4 separate regions of the Mus musculus genome follow, and regions 1, 3 and 4 are each linked to region 2. The links are chromatin contacts, called in public HiCAR-type and promoter capture Hi-C maps. All regions are on one chromosome and are shown on one strand. Each heading gives the region's core, a stretch centred on a gene start, on an enhancer-like site or on the middle of the called end of the contact. The rest is flanking DNA. Distances are from core to core; before and after follow the strand shown.

Region 1 (2,700 bases), core at 55-2,554, 2.1 Mb before region 2:
ATTCAAATGTATGAGCCTATGAGCCAGCTCATTCAAATCTCCGCACCCAGCAATCCCAAACTTCACTTCCCTCTAACATGCCTGGTTAGTATACCCGTTATCATTGGGGTAGTCTACCGGCAGCTCTCCCTCAGCTCCATTCTATTCTGGGTAACTTCATATCCTTATAAGATCTTCATGTCTTTATAGTATCTATTTCGTTAGGACTGTGGCAGCTTTGCAATTAACAGAGAAGTGAGGTAAGCCGTGTTGTCCCTATTTTCTGAAGAGAAAATCTTGATTTATACAGAGATGTAGTCTTTTAACTTCAATGTCGTTTTAAAAGATTTAATGTGAGTGCTCTGCTGCATATACATCTGTAGGCCAGAAGAGGGCATCATATCCTCTTATAGATGATTGTGAGCCACTATGTGGTGGCTGGGTATTGAACTCAGGTCCTCTGGAAGAGAAGCCAGTGCTCTTAATCGCTGAGTCATCTCTCTAGCCCCAACTTTAATGTCTTTTTCAGACCGACTGACTTGTTATCTCCTGGACTAGGTATATTTATTGGTTATGGAAATCACTTCAAAGGAAGATGCTTTCTCCAAGTGTTCCACTGTAGTTTTTAATGTAACTACCTCTCAGTAGCCAGGGATGACCCTGATCCTCCTGCTCCTCCTGCGGGCTAGCATTAGAAGCATGTGGGAATCCAAGGTGTGGTCCTGGTATCCACCCTTTCAACCTACAGGACCTGCTAATGAGTACCAAGCCAAATGCATGTCCAGAACAAGTCACACATCTGCGGAGGAGATCTGTTCCTGCACACTTCTGGGGCGGGGGGAAACTCGGCCGCTAGAGGTGGCCAAGCAAAGGCTTAGCTCTCTGAGAAATTGAGATAACTTTCCCCCTTCAATATATTTTTTTTCGTATTGCACTGAATTATATTACTAGAAGTCTCAGCCGCATGATTATGCTTACTATGCAAATCACACTCCGCCCCCTACCAGTTCTCCGCCCCTTTCCTGATGCAGTCTATCCTCTACAGATAATACCAAAAGTCCGGGAAATCAACAGATTCCTAACTTTTTTGAATGATTTTAAATGCAGTAGTGGAAGCTGATATAGGGTTCCATGTATCCTGAGGATGCGTTTCTATTTGGGGTGTCCTCCGCTCGTCCACCACACTGAGGGACCGTTAGAAGCCCCGCCCATCGGGAGCCATCTTGTCTGCCGCGTTCCCTCGGACTGACTACATTTCCCAGAGGGCTCCCTGGCTTCTCGCGGGAAGATCACGCGCCTGGCGTGACTTCAGAGCTTTGCTGGCAAGAGGGGAGGTGCACTGAAGGATTGCAGGGCTTTGGCAGCTTGCAAGGAAGGCCTTTGGTGCGGAACCCGGGAGGAGGCGGGGCGAACGCCGAGGCTGGGCTTTGTGCGGCAGAGGAGTCGGAATTGTGCGGCTAATTTGTGAACAGTGATCGCGGCGCTAAGGGGCTGGACTGGTGATGAGCATCAGTTTCTGCTAACACCGTGGCGGCCACCACCCCTTGGTGAGTGGGAGGGAGCGAGCTGGGGACACGTGCGGCATTGTGTGTGGATGTGGAGAGCTGCTGACTGGGTGAGTGTTCTGTCTCTGTAGGGGCGTGCGACTGTGTGATGTTGTGACCACGTGCAGCACAGTGCAGGCGCAGATACCTGTGGATTCTGTGTGGTAAAAGTGAAGTTGTGCTTAAGTTACTTTTTGAGCCCCTAGTAGGTAGTCCTGTCTTCTCGTAGGTAGGTTTCCGATAGCCGAGTGTCTCTGTTGTGGGTCTGTGTGTGGGTTGTGAGTGTGAAGTTTTGAATGTGTATCTTGCGTGCATTCTTCTTTAGCCTTTGCTCATTTTAGAGGTTCATTTGTGAGCTATCATGCTTTTCTTTGTCTTTTACTTTGTTTATTTGGACAGCTGTGTAGGACTTCCCCGTGTTAAGTGGGATAGCGGCTTAACTGAGTCTTTGTGCTGTTTGATATTTCAGGATCTGAAGCATTTATACATCTCGACTATTAAGGGTAGCCATATGAGTATTTCCAACTGTTTTTAATGTTTACTTTTAAAAATTCACTTTACATCCTAATCTCAGCCACCCTCCTTCCTCGCTTCCCAGTCCTACCCTTACAAATCCCTCCCTCCATCTCCCCCTTACCTTGTCCTCTGGGCAGGAGAGTCCCTCTGGGTACCACCCCTCCCTGGGGCACCTAGTCCCAGCAGGTCTAGGAAGCACAATCAGGCAGTCGAAGTAGGGGGTGATCCAATGACAGGGAACAGAGATGGAGACAACCCCCGCTCCACTTCTTAGGGGGACCCACATAAACACCAAGCTCACACTTGCTACAAACGTGTAGGCGTGGGGTGGGGAGTGTGCTTAGGTCCAGCTCTTCCATGCTCCCTGGTTGGTGACCCAGGCTCTGTGAACCTCCATGCTCCCAGGTCAGTTGACTCTGGGTCTTCTTGTGGTATCCTTGACCCCTCTGGCTTGCTCACTTCTATCCCATACTCTTCCACAAGACTCCCCAAGCTCCACCTGATGAGTGTGGCTCTCTGCATCTGCCTCCATCCACTGCTGGGTGAAGTCTCTCAGGAGACAGTTATGCTAGGCTGCTGTCTGCAAGCACAAGAGTATCATTAGTAGAGTTAATTAGTTTCTCTCACATGGGATGGGTCTCAAGTTGGGGCAGTCATTGGA
Region 2 (2,709 bases), core at 203-2,702:
AAAAGGGAAGCTTTAAACAGAAGCATCTCCAGGTAACGGGCATTTCTGCCAGGAGTGTGTATACAAGAACACCCTCCCTTCAAGGCCCCCTGATTCCATTAAAGTTTAATTGTCTTGATTTTTATTCTGTCTGCATTCATAGCTGATGATGCTGTCTAAATCATCTATGCCCTGTTGCTTTTCTGGATTCCTTCTATCAGTTATTGAGACTGAAAACTTTTGTATGCAATGCTGGATTTGGCTGTTTCTCCTTATTTCTCTATTGGACGTTTCCCCTCATGTTTTGAAGGTGTGGTATTACACGCATACTGTTTATTTTAGTTTTTTAGACAGGTCTTCACTAAATAGTCCTTGGTGGCCTCATCTCATAGACATTCACTGGCTGTGTCTCCTCATTGCTGGGGTCACATGCATGTGCTACCACGCCCAGCCAAGGATATTTTCACTTGATGACTTGCTGTCTCTGTTATTGCTGTTAGTACTGGCGATGCTCTTTGCCCCCAGAACTGCCTCCATTTTAAAGTTGACTTAAGTCTTTTTTTTTTTTAATACTATTGTGAGGATGGTCACTTTGAATCGGCTAGAATATTTAACACATTTTCTGTAGTTAACACTTATCTGCAAATTAATGTGGCACCTATACTTTAGCATTTACATAATTTACAGTACATTTAATGCAATTAGTTTTATTACTAGGATTGTTTAGCCTTTTCACAATTTCTTTCTATCATGTTTGGAAAAAGTTCTTTGTATAACATGAGAAAAAACAAAAGTGGTTTCGAAAGTTCCATAGTGTCAAGTTACAATAAATGTGTCTATCCTATAAAAAAGAGGCCTATGTTTTGGGTTTGTGTTTTGTTTGTTTTTTAGTTTTTTGTTTTTTAGGACACTTAACGCGTGCTAGTCATTCATCCTCCAACAGGAGGTAAATGACTGCCTATTGAACACAGTTCTGGTGATACATACAGATGTAGTCGTCACTCAATTTTTTCTATCTAGTCAACAGGGACACCGAACCCTGGAAGGGTCCAGAATATCTGGCTCTTTGAAATCGTTAATATAAACTACCCAACTTTAGAAACCAACCAATTCTTTAGTTCGGTCTTTTCAAATTTACCATAGTCCCTAGCAGAGCACAGCGTAGTGGAATCCCACTGAGTGGGACTCAGGCAAAGCGTCCGTCCCGATCTGATCTACTTCCTATTCTAAATTTTAAAATTTCCGCTCGTCCGTCCACGCCACAGGAGGGAAAATCAGGTAGACACAGAACACCAAACTCCGTTTTGATCCCAGGAGGCAGCCTCCCCTCGAAGCATGGGGAGCCCCCTGCCCCCCCACCGTGGGAACTCCCACAAGCCACTGGGCCCAGTTCCCGGATGGGCCGGGCTAAGTTGCATGCTGGGACCTTTCGGAAACGCCGGGCTTCTTGAAGGCTCCACATAGCTCCGGACGCCGCCAAGGGTCTTTGGCATCCCGGTGCCACCAACACGGAAGGTCTGATCTTTCTGGTCCAAAGAAATTGCTGGTTGGCTTCGGTCTCCACAGAGTAAGGTGGGCTGGGTATCGGTGTGGGCGCTGGTGTAGGGTGAATGGAGATGTTGACGCGTACGGGCGTGTGTGAGCGTGTGTGAGCGTGTGTTTGTGTGGGTGGGTGGGCGCGCGCTCGCGCGCGTCTCTCTGTGTATACACACCTTGAGCTCTCTGCTCATCTGTGTCACTGTGCTTATCATTTTCTTTCAAGGCCACAGGGGTTGGAGCAGAGGGCTAAGCATCACTAAGGAGAAGTCAGGTGCGGAGTCTGAAGGGAAGCTTTCCCTGAGGTACACACGAGCTTGGGAGGTGCTTTTAAGGCCGGAAGTGCCTCCGAGGGTCGCTTAGGAGGGCTGCTCTGGGTTGAATACCCGAAGTTTCTCAGAGCTGTAGCCATGAGAGTGTTGAGGGACGTGAAGGAAAATGCTCGGTGAGGATGCTCTCGGATATAGTCTGAGATCTCGTGGAATTATCAGTAAATGAAGGAGGAACGTGAAAATTGATACCTTCACCTCTGGGGCCCATAACGTTGTCCCTTCCCTTTCCACTTCACCTTATCATTTCAATGAACCCCGCCTTTTCTTCTCTACAATCACCCTTTTCCTAAGATGTTCTAGGTAGAAACCTCCAGAGGTTATCGTTAGGTCTCTCAAACTCTGATTTTATAAATCGATTTCTATTTGGATGGCATCGCATATCAGATGCGATCCTTTGATCCTTACAGGCCTTGTTTTCAAAGCAGGCCAGGAATGTCGGGGATAGATGATGTGTTCACTGTGAGGATTATGGCAGTGGGAAAGTGATAGCACTGAATTTGGCATCTTTGAAAGCTAGTGATTTTCTGAGTGTGTGTGTGTGTGTGTGTGTGTGTGTGTGTGTGTGTGTGTAATGGGTAACGTTGGCCAGATCCAGATGAGCAATGCCATGATTGATCGTGGAGTGTGGATCTGTGGTATCGGGTTGGAATCTTGGTTCTGTCCCCTCAGGCTCTCCAGGCCTGTCAGGAACCGTAGGATGCCTGTGGTGAAGCCTGTTAGTGCAGTGCCGCCATATCCTAAGGGCCTGGTGTGCTTTAGTTGTTCTCTGTGAGGCCATCTTGGGTTCATTCCACTCAGTGTTCAGCAGGACAAGGGAGTGTGAGAAACAATGCGATTGCTGGTGGATGTTTAAGAAAGTGAC
Region 3 (2,731 bases), core at 92-2,591, 2.3 Mb before region 2:
CTGGGCTAAAAATCAAACCCTTCCAACAAACATTTGATGGACAATAGTATGTGTTAGGCATTAGTCTAGCAACCTAGGAATAACAGGAAATGGGATAAAATTTGTTGGCTTCAGGGAGGGGCTGACATTCTAGTGGTGGGGACACCGTTGCATACCTCAACCTGTGATGCCCCAGAAAACCGTTTAAAGAGAAAAATAAGCCAAAAAATGAACAGGGAGAATGATGTGTGTGCACATCCCTCTCACCCCTTCCGCTCCCAAGGTAGCAATGAACTATCTACAGCTTCATAGCAGTAGCTCCCAAGACTCAAAGCTGGACCAACCCCGCCCCTCCCAGGGCCACGCCCCATGTTCGAATCTCCCAGGCCAATTGTCCCTGCCCAGGCGCCCCAAAGTGTTGGAGCCCTAATGTACTTATGTGTAGCTGTCCTACCCTGGCCAGTCCTGCCCAGTCAGCAATAACACTTGAGTCTGGGCCAAACCCTGTCCGGGTCCCCGAGCAATCCATCCGCCTCACGTCATCCCAGGGAAGAGCAACACTGCAACACGTGACAGGGGAAACTGAGGGCGCATGCGTACAAAATGTTCCTCGTGCTACCGCGGCTACGCCCCAATCACGGGATGGAGAGCAGCTGGCTACAATCTTCGCAATCCTAAACCTCACTATTTGTATAGGCAAGAGTAGGGCGGTGTTGTTCCCGACCCCAAGCCCACGGCTCTTTGGCTTCACCCTACCCCTATATCCATGAGACTGGTACAGCTTGAATAACTTCCCGGGACTGTTGCAAAAGACAGGATGAGCTCCATCAAAGTTAAAAGCTGTGTGTCTATGAACAGAGAAAGCACAGGTTAGTAGAGAAACCCAGCCAGACTCAGTAAGCAGTGAAATAGACAGGCCCTGGCCCCACCTTCCTTTAGCTCCGCCTCTTATCTCCCATTGGGCAATGAGCCTACCCGGAAGCTTTGTGATTGGCCAGCCGGGGTGCCGGCTGCGTCCAATGGGCGGTGGCGCCGGCTTTCCCGCGGCCATTCGCTATTCGAGTGGGTGCTGGCTACAGGCGGCTGTTAAGAAGCGTAACGGACACTGGTCTCCGACAGCATGATGGCTGCCTTAGCGGCCGGAGGTTATACGCGGAGTGACACGATAGAAAAGCTGTCCTCTGTCATGGCGGGAGTTCCGGCGCGGAGAAACCAGTCCTCCCCGCCTCCTGCCCCACCGCTCTGCCTCCGGCGGCGGACGCGACTCGCGGCGGCTCCCGAGGACACTGTGCAGAACCGGGTGAGAGGCTGGTCGTCCTGTTTACCCAACTCCGGGCTTCTCTGCCACCTTGGTCCCGCCTCGGGGCCTCGGTCCCTCCCATCGCTTCTTTATTTGCTCCCTCAGGCGGCTTCCCAGGCCCGCCTGGTCCGGAAGCCCCGCCCCCTTGGCAGAGGCTTTCCCCCTGCGTTCCTGCTGGCTTCAGGGTTTGGTGCTGCCCATCTTTCTGGCTCCACTTAGAGTTGGCACATTGCTTTATTTTAGTTCTAACTCCCGGGAAATGGTTTTGCATTTACAAATCATCTCTAATATCACTTTACTGTTCAGTGAGTGACCTAAGACACTTATCCCTTTCATTCCAGTGTGTCTTTGATTTTATTGGAATAGGGCTGGGGACCACTGCAGCCACCAGTGTGCTGTATCGGAGTCTGAGCGAGAGGCTGGCCTGTTGGCTCTTGCCACGCCTCCTCTGTAGCGCCTCGGGGTAAGGTGTGCTCTTCCAGGCCCCTATTTGGTTAACATTCCCCTGGTTTTGTTGTTGTTATATTGTTGTGGGTTTTGTTGTTGTTGTTATATTGTTGTGGTTTTTTTGTTTTTTGTTTTTGTTGTTTGTTTTTTCCTTTTGAGACAGGATTTCTTTGTGACTGAATTCATTCTGTAGACCAGCAGGCTGGCTGTGAGCTCTGAGATCTACCTTTCTGCCTCCGGAGTACTTGCCTGGCTTATTTGCGTAACATTTCTTGGTCTTCCTTCCTTTTTCTGTTCCTGATTTCTTTCCTGTTCCTTCACTAGAACTGATTTTTATCTACTTACGGCTTAAAATTATGGAGAATGTAAAAATCTTAGCACTGCTGCCTGGGGAGCAGGGTGTACAAAACAGTTCCACAAAATTTGAGTCACAGAAAGAAATGACTTTGGGTAGAAGGAATGCTATTAGTAAAACTTTTTTTTTTTTTTTTTTTGGTCAGGGTTTCTCCGTGTAGCCTTGGCTGACCTGGAACTGGCTGTGTAGACCAGACTGGCTGAGGTCAACTTTTGAGAGTTCATTCTCCCAGAGTCAGCTTTGGCCCCAAGGGCTTTTACCTACGGAGCTATTGGCTACTAGTCTAGAGGCAGTGGGACCTGGGAGAATGGAGTCATAAATGAGGCAAGCTAAAGTCTCCTGTAGTAGCCAACTTTAGTCTGAGCAGCAGACAGTTTGTACCCTGAGGGTTAAGAGGAGTCACAAGGACAAGTGACACACATGGCAAAAACATGTTTTTCCATCGAGACATATAAAGAAATAACAATACTTAGTGTAATGAATAATCTGAAATAGACTCACTCCTATCTCCTACACCTGGAGGGGCACAAAACCAGGAACAATTCAGTTCTGTGTTTTTGAAGAAACTGAGATCATGAGATTCTTGGCTTGGTTTCTTGGAGTTTTCTTACAAGCACCCAAATCTCACAGGGGTCCATTCTTGGACCATG
Region 4 (2,700 bases), core at 82-2,581, 2.6 Mb after region 2:
GAAAGCCCATGAGGGACTGCTCATGAAGCAGTCCACCCACCCTGGGTGGGCAGAATGGCTCAGCAGCTTCCAGATGGAGAATTTAGAGCTAACCTAGGATCACCCAACAAGTGACCTGGACCAGTATCCCACTGTAACAGCTGCTTAGCTTAACCACCCCTGAGGGTCTGGTCCAGCTGTCTGTCTGCAAGTCCTGGGAAGGTGCAACCCTCTCCCCGGTTCCCAGCCACTGCCTCTGGCCTTCAGTCTACTTCGTGCCCTCTGCCCTTCATGTATTTGCTAGTGTGCTGGGCCATGGGGCCACCCTCTCCCTTCATCAATATGACAGGCCAGGGCCACAGGCAGACATGTGCTGCCTGTCAGCCTCCCATGTACAGCAGGCTCTTTGGAAGGCCCCACAGCTGATTGCCATTTGTAATGTTGTGCTCTAAGCAGTCATACTGCACTTTATGAGCCCTGTGCCTCCACAGAAACCCATCTGTGTCCGTCCTAGAGGACACAGACAGAAAAGCAAAGGTACGAGTGTGCTGGGGTTGAGATAAGCTTTAGTGGGTAAGTGAGAGTGGACGTTAGAGGTGGGGAGACGTAAGGGAGCGACCACCACGAGCTGAGGCCTGCCTGAGGGTGAGAAAGAGCTGGCTAGGTGAGGAGTTTGCGGAAGACCCTGCAAAAGTATCTGAGCCTTGGTCTCCCATGGACTGTCGGCAGGGTGGGCTGCGGAAGTTACGGGTAAGCCAAGGATGCACATGTAAGAATAGCACCCAGGAGGGCCTGTGACTCAGGCCCCTAGCTGAGTTTGGTAATGCCCTTAATCGGCTTTTGGACTCCCAGAGGGGACAGCAGGGCTGGCCACTTCTTTTCCCTAACAGCTGGAGACATCTGTGCCAGGGCCAATGTCGGGAGGGGGGGAATTGGCATAACTGAGCCTTTGGCTCCCTGAATCCACTTGGGGGAGAGGAGAGGACAGCTTTCTGGGGGAGAGGGGACAGTGTGTTCAGGACTAAAGCTTGGGACTCCTGGGTCCTAAGGGAGAAGACTGGAACTGGATCCCCGAGTCTGAGCAAGGAGAGCCTGGGCCTGGGCTCCCTGGTGTAAGCAAGGAGGGGCTGAGAGGGCAGGGATCCAGGGCTCTGAGGAAGAACCTAGCAGGAGGACTCTGTTGAGCTGCCTGTCCAGCAGGCAGGAGGGGCAAGGAGTTGAACTCTGGGCTCTGTTTACAGCATGTGGTTCTCACTATCCTTTCTGGATAGGAGGTGAAGCAGTGGCCACACCCTACCCCACTAGTCCCTCCCCCAGTTTATCGCCCCAGGCTGCTACTGGCACTAGCCACAGACCTGCTGTGCCAGCTTGGGGAGCTCCAGTCGGAAGAGGCCAGGGAGGGGTGAGTGCAGGCCCAACCAAGAGACAGAACCCAGGGCCTGGAGGGGAGAGGAGACACTGTCTTCTAGGGAAACAAGGGGTTGCAAATCCAGGAGCCAGGCAGGGCCCTAGACTTCCAGAGGGGGGTGGGGGGAATCACTCAGGAAGGTTGTAATGTCCCTACCAAAGTGTCAAGGGCAACTTATCCAAGATGTGGTATTCAAGTCTAAATAGCAGGAATACCCAAGGAGACGCTGGAAGAAGATCACAAAGGACCCTGAATGTGGGAAGTCAAGCCAAGCATGGAGCCAGACTTTGAAGGACAAGTAGAAGCTGAGCTTCCAGAGTCCTAGGAGGAGTGCTCTGTATGTAGGAACTCTGGACTTAGAAATCGGTGATTAAGTGGGCTCTGTAATTATGCATACAACCTTTGGCTCTTTGATGATCCTTAGTTTCCCCTCCTGTAATCTATGTCTGAACCAGTGCATCCAGGGTCTTTGTGGGCAATCTAAACCGTAGCATGGGTTTGGCTAGAGAGATGAATATTTATTAGCTATTTGAACTGTTGTTTCAGGCAGGAGAATGGAACAGTGTAGTCTAAGGCAGGTGGGCAAGGCTGAAAGCTAGGAGACCATCCAAAGAAGGGATGCTGGGTTTAGGGAATCCTACAGGAAAACAAGGAGGGAAGGCTTAAGTAACCAGGAGTGAGTCCCTGGTGCAGAGAGGCTGGTATTGTGGATAGGGCTCAGAAGGAGGGCTAGGTATAGAGGGCAGTCCTAGGCGATAGTAATGGCTGGTCTTAGGGAGTAACGTTCCCAACCATTGTTAGAAGGGAAGGGCTTATAGGCAACCCAGGAGACTGAGAAGGAAACTTGGAGTGGGACTTGAATGCGTGGGTCTTCAGAAGGAGAACCGCTAAGCATCCCGATTTCCCAGAACAAGAAGGACAAGTCCAAAGACAGTAAACAAAGATAGGAGTTCACCCTTGAATACCTGGAAGGAAGAAGGAAGAGGGTGGGCCCGCCTCTGGAATAGAGGGCTCAGGAGATTGGACTCCTAGATCCAGGAAGAAGGCCAAAAGACCTGGTCAGTGGGTTTCTAATTCTGAAGAGGAGCTAGTCAGGGTCTGCTCAGTCTGAGGGCTTCGACTCCCAGCTGCTAGAAAGAGGATGAGGATGCAGCCGCAGGCTTCTAGAAGACAAGGAGATAAATTCCTAGGTGTGAGAGAGAAGATAATGGAAGGCCCCTGCGTCTCCAGGAGGATTGGGACAGACCTGAGGAAGGAGAGGGCTCGGCTTTGGACTCCTGCATCTCAGCAAGGACGGTCCTAGGTTTGAATAC

What was found. Promoter capture Hi-C pulls out the DNA fragments that hold promoters and counts their contacts. HiCAR-type assays count read pairs that join an accessible place to other places.
Region 1: a HiCAR-type map of astrocytes shows a contact between it and region 2, with 5 times the contacts expected there. The contact joins the promoter of Zfp566 here to the promoter of Zfp850 in region 2. A contact is called at or near these places in 1 of 39 promoter capture datasets (liver) and 1 of 115 datasets of contacts at active chromatin or transcription factors (astrocytes).
Region 3: a promoter capture Hi-C map of cranial neural crest shows a contact between it and region 2. The contact joins the promoter of Thap8 here to the promoter of Zfp850 in region 2. A contact is called at or near these places in 1 of 39 promoter capture datasets (cranial neural crest) and 1 of 9 other capture datasets (liver).
Region 4: a contact with region 2 is called in a promoter capture Hi-C map of liver, with 2.3 times the contacts expected there. The contact joins the promoter of Lipe here to the promoter of Zfp850 in region 2. A contact is called at or near these places in 2 of 39 promoter capture datasets (liver and pre-B cells).

The regions. Positions count from the first base shown.
Region 1 is chr7:30,089,114-30,091,813 of GRCm38.p6, reverse strand. It overlaps Zfp566 (zinc finger protein 566), which reads left to right and starts at 1,304. Exons shown (of 4, transcript NM_152814.2): 1 at 1,304-1,526.
Region 2 is chr7:28,012,858-28,015,566 of GRCm38.p6, reverse strand. Zfp850 (zinc finger protein 850) reads left to right here and starts at 1,452. Exons shown (of 6, transcript NM_001254951.1): 1 at 1,452-1,551.
Region 3 is chr7:30,278,704-30,281,434 of GRCm38.p6, reverse strand. It overlaps Thap8 (THAP domain containing 8), which reads right to left and starts at 1,341. Exons shown (of 3, transcript NR_144498.1): 1 at 955-1,341; 2 at 736-827. It overlaps Wdr62 (WD repeat domain 62), which reads left to right and starts at 1,025. Exons shown (of 33, transcript NM_146186.4): 1 at 1,025-1,279. The coding sequence starts at 1,103.
Region 4 is chr7:25,388,743-25,391,442 of GRCm38.p6, reverse strand. Lipe (lipase, hormone sensitive) reads left to right here and starts at 1,331. Exons shown (of 10, transcript NM_001039507.2): 1 at 1,331-1,381. It also overlaps a transcript of 4732471J01Rik not described here.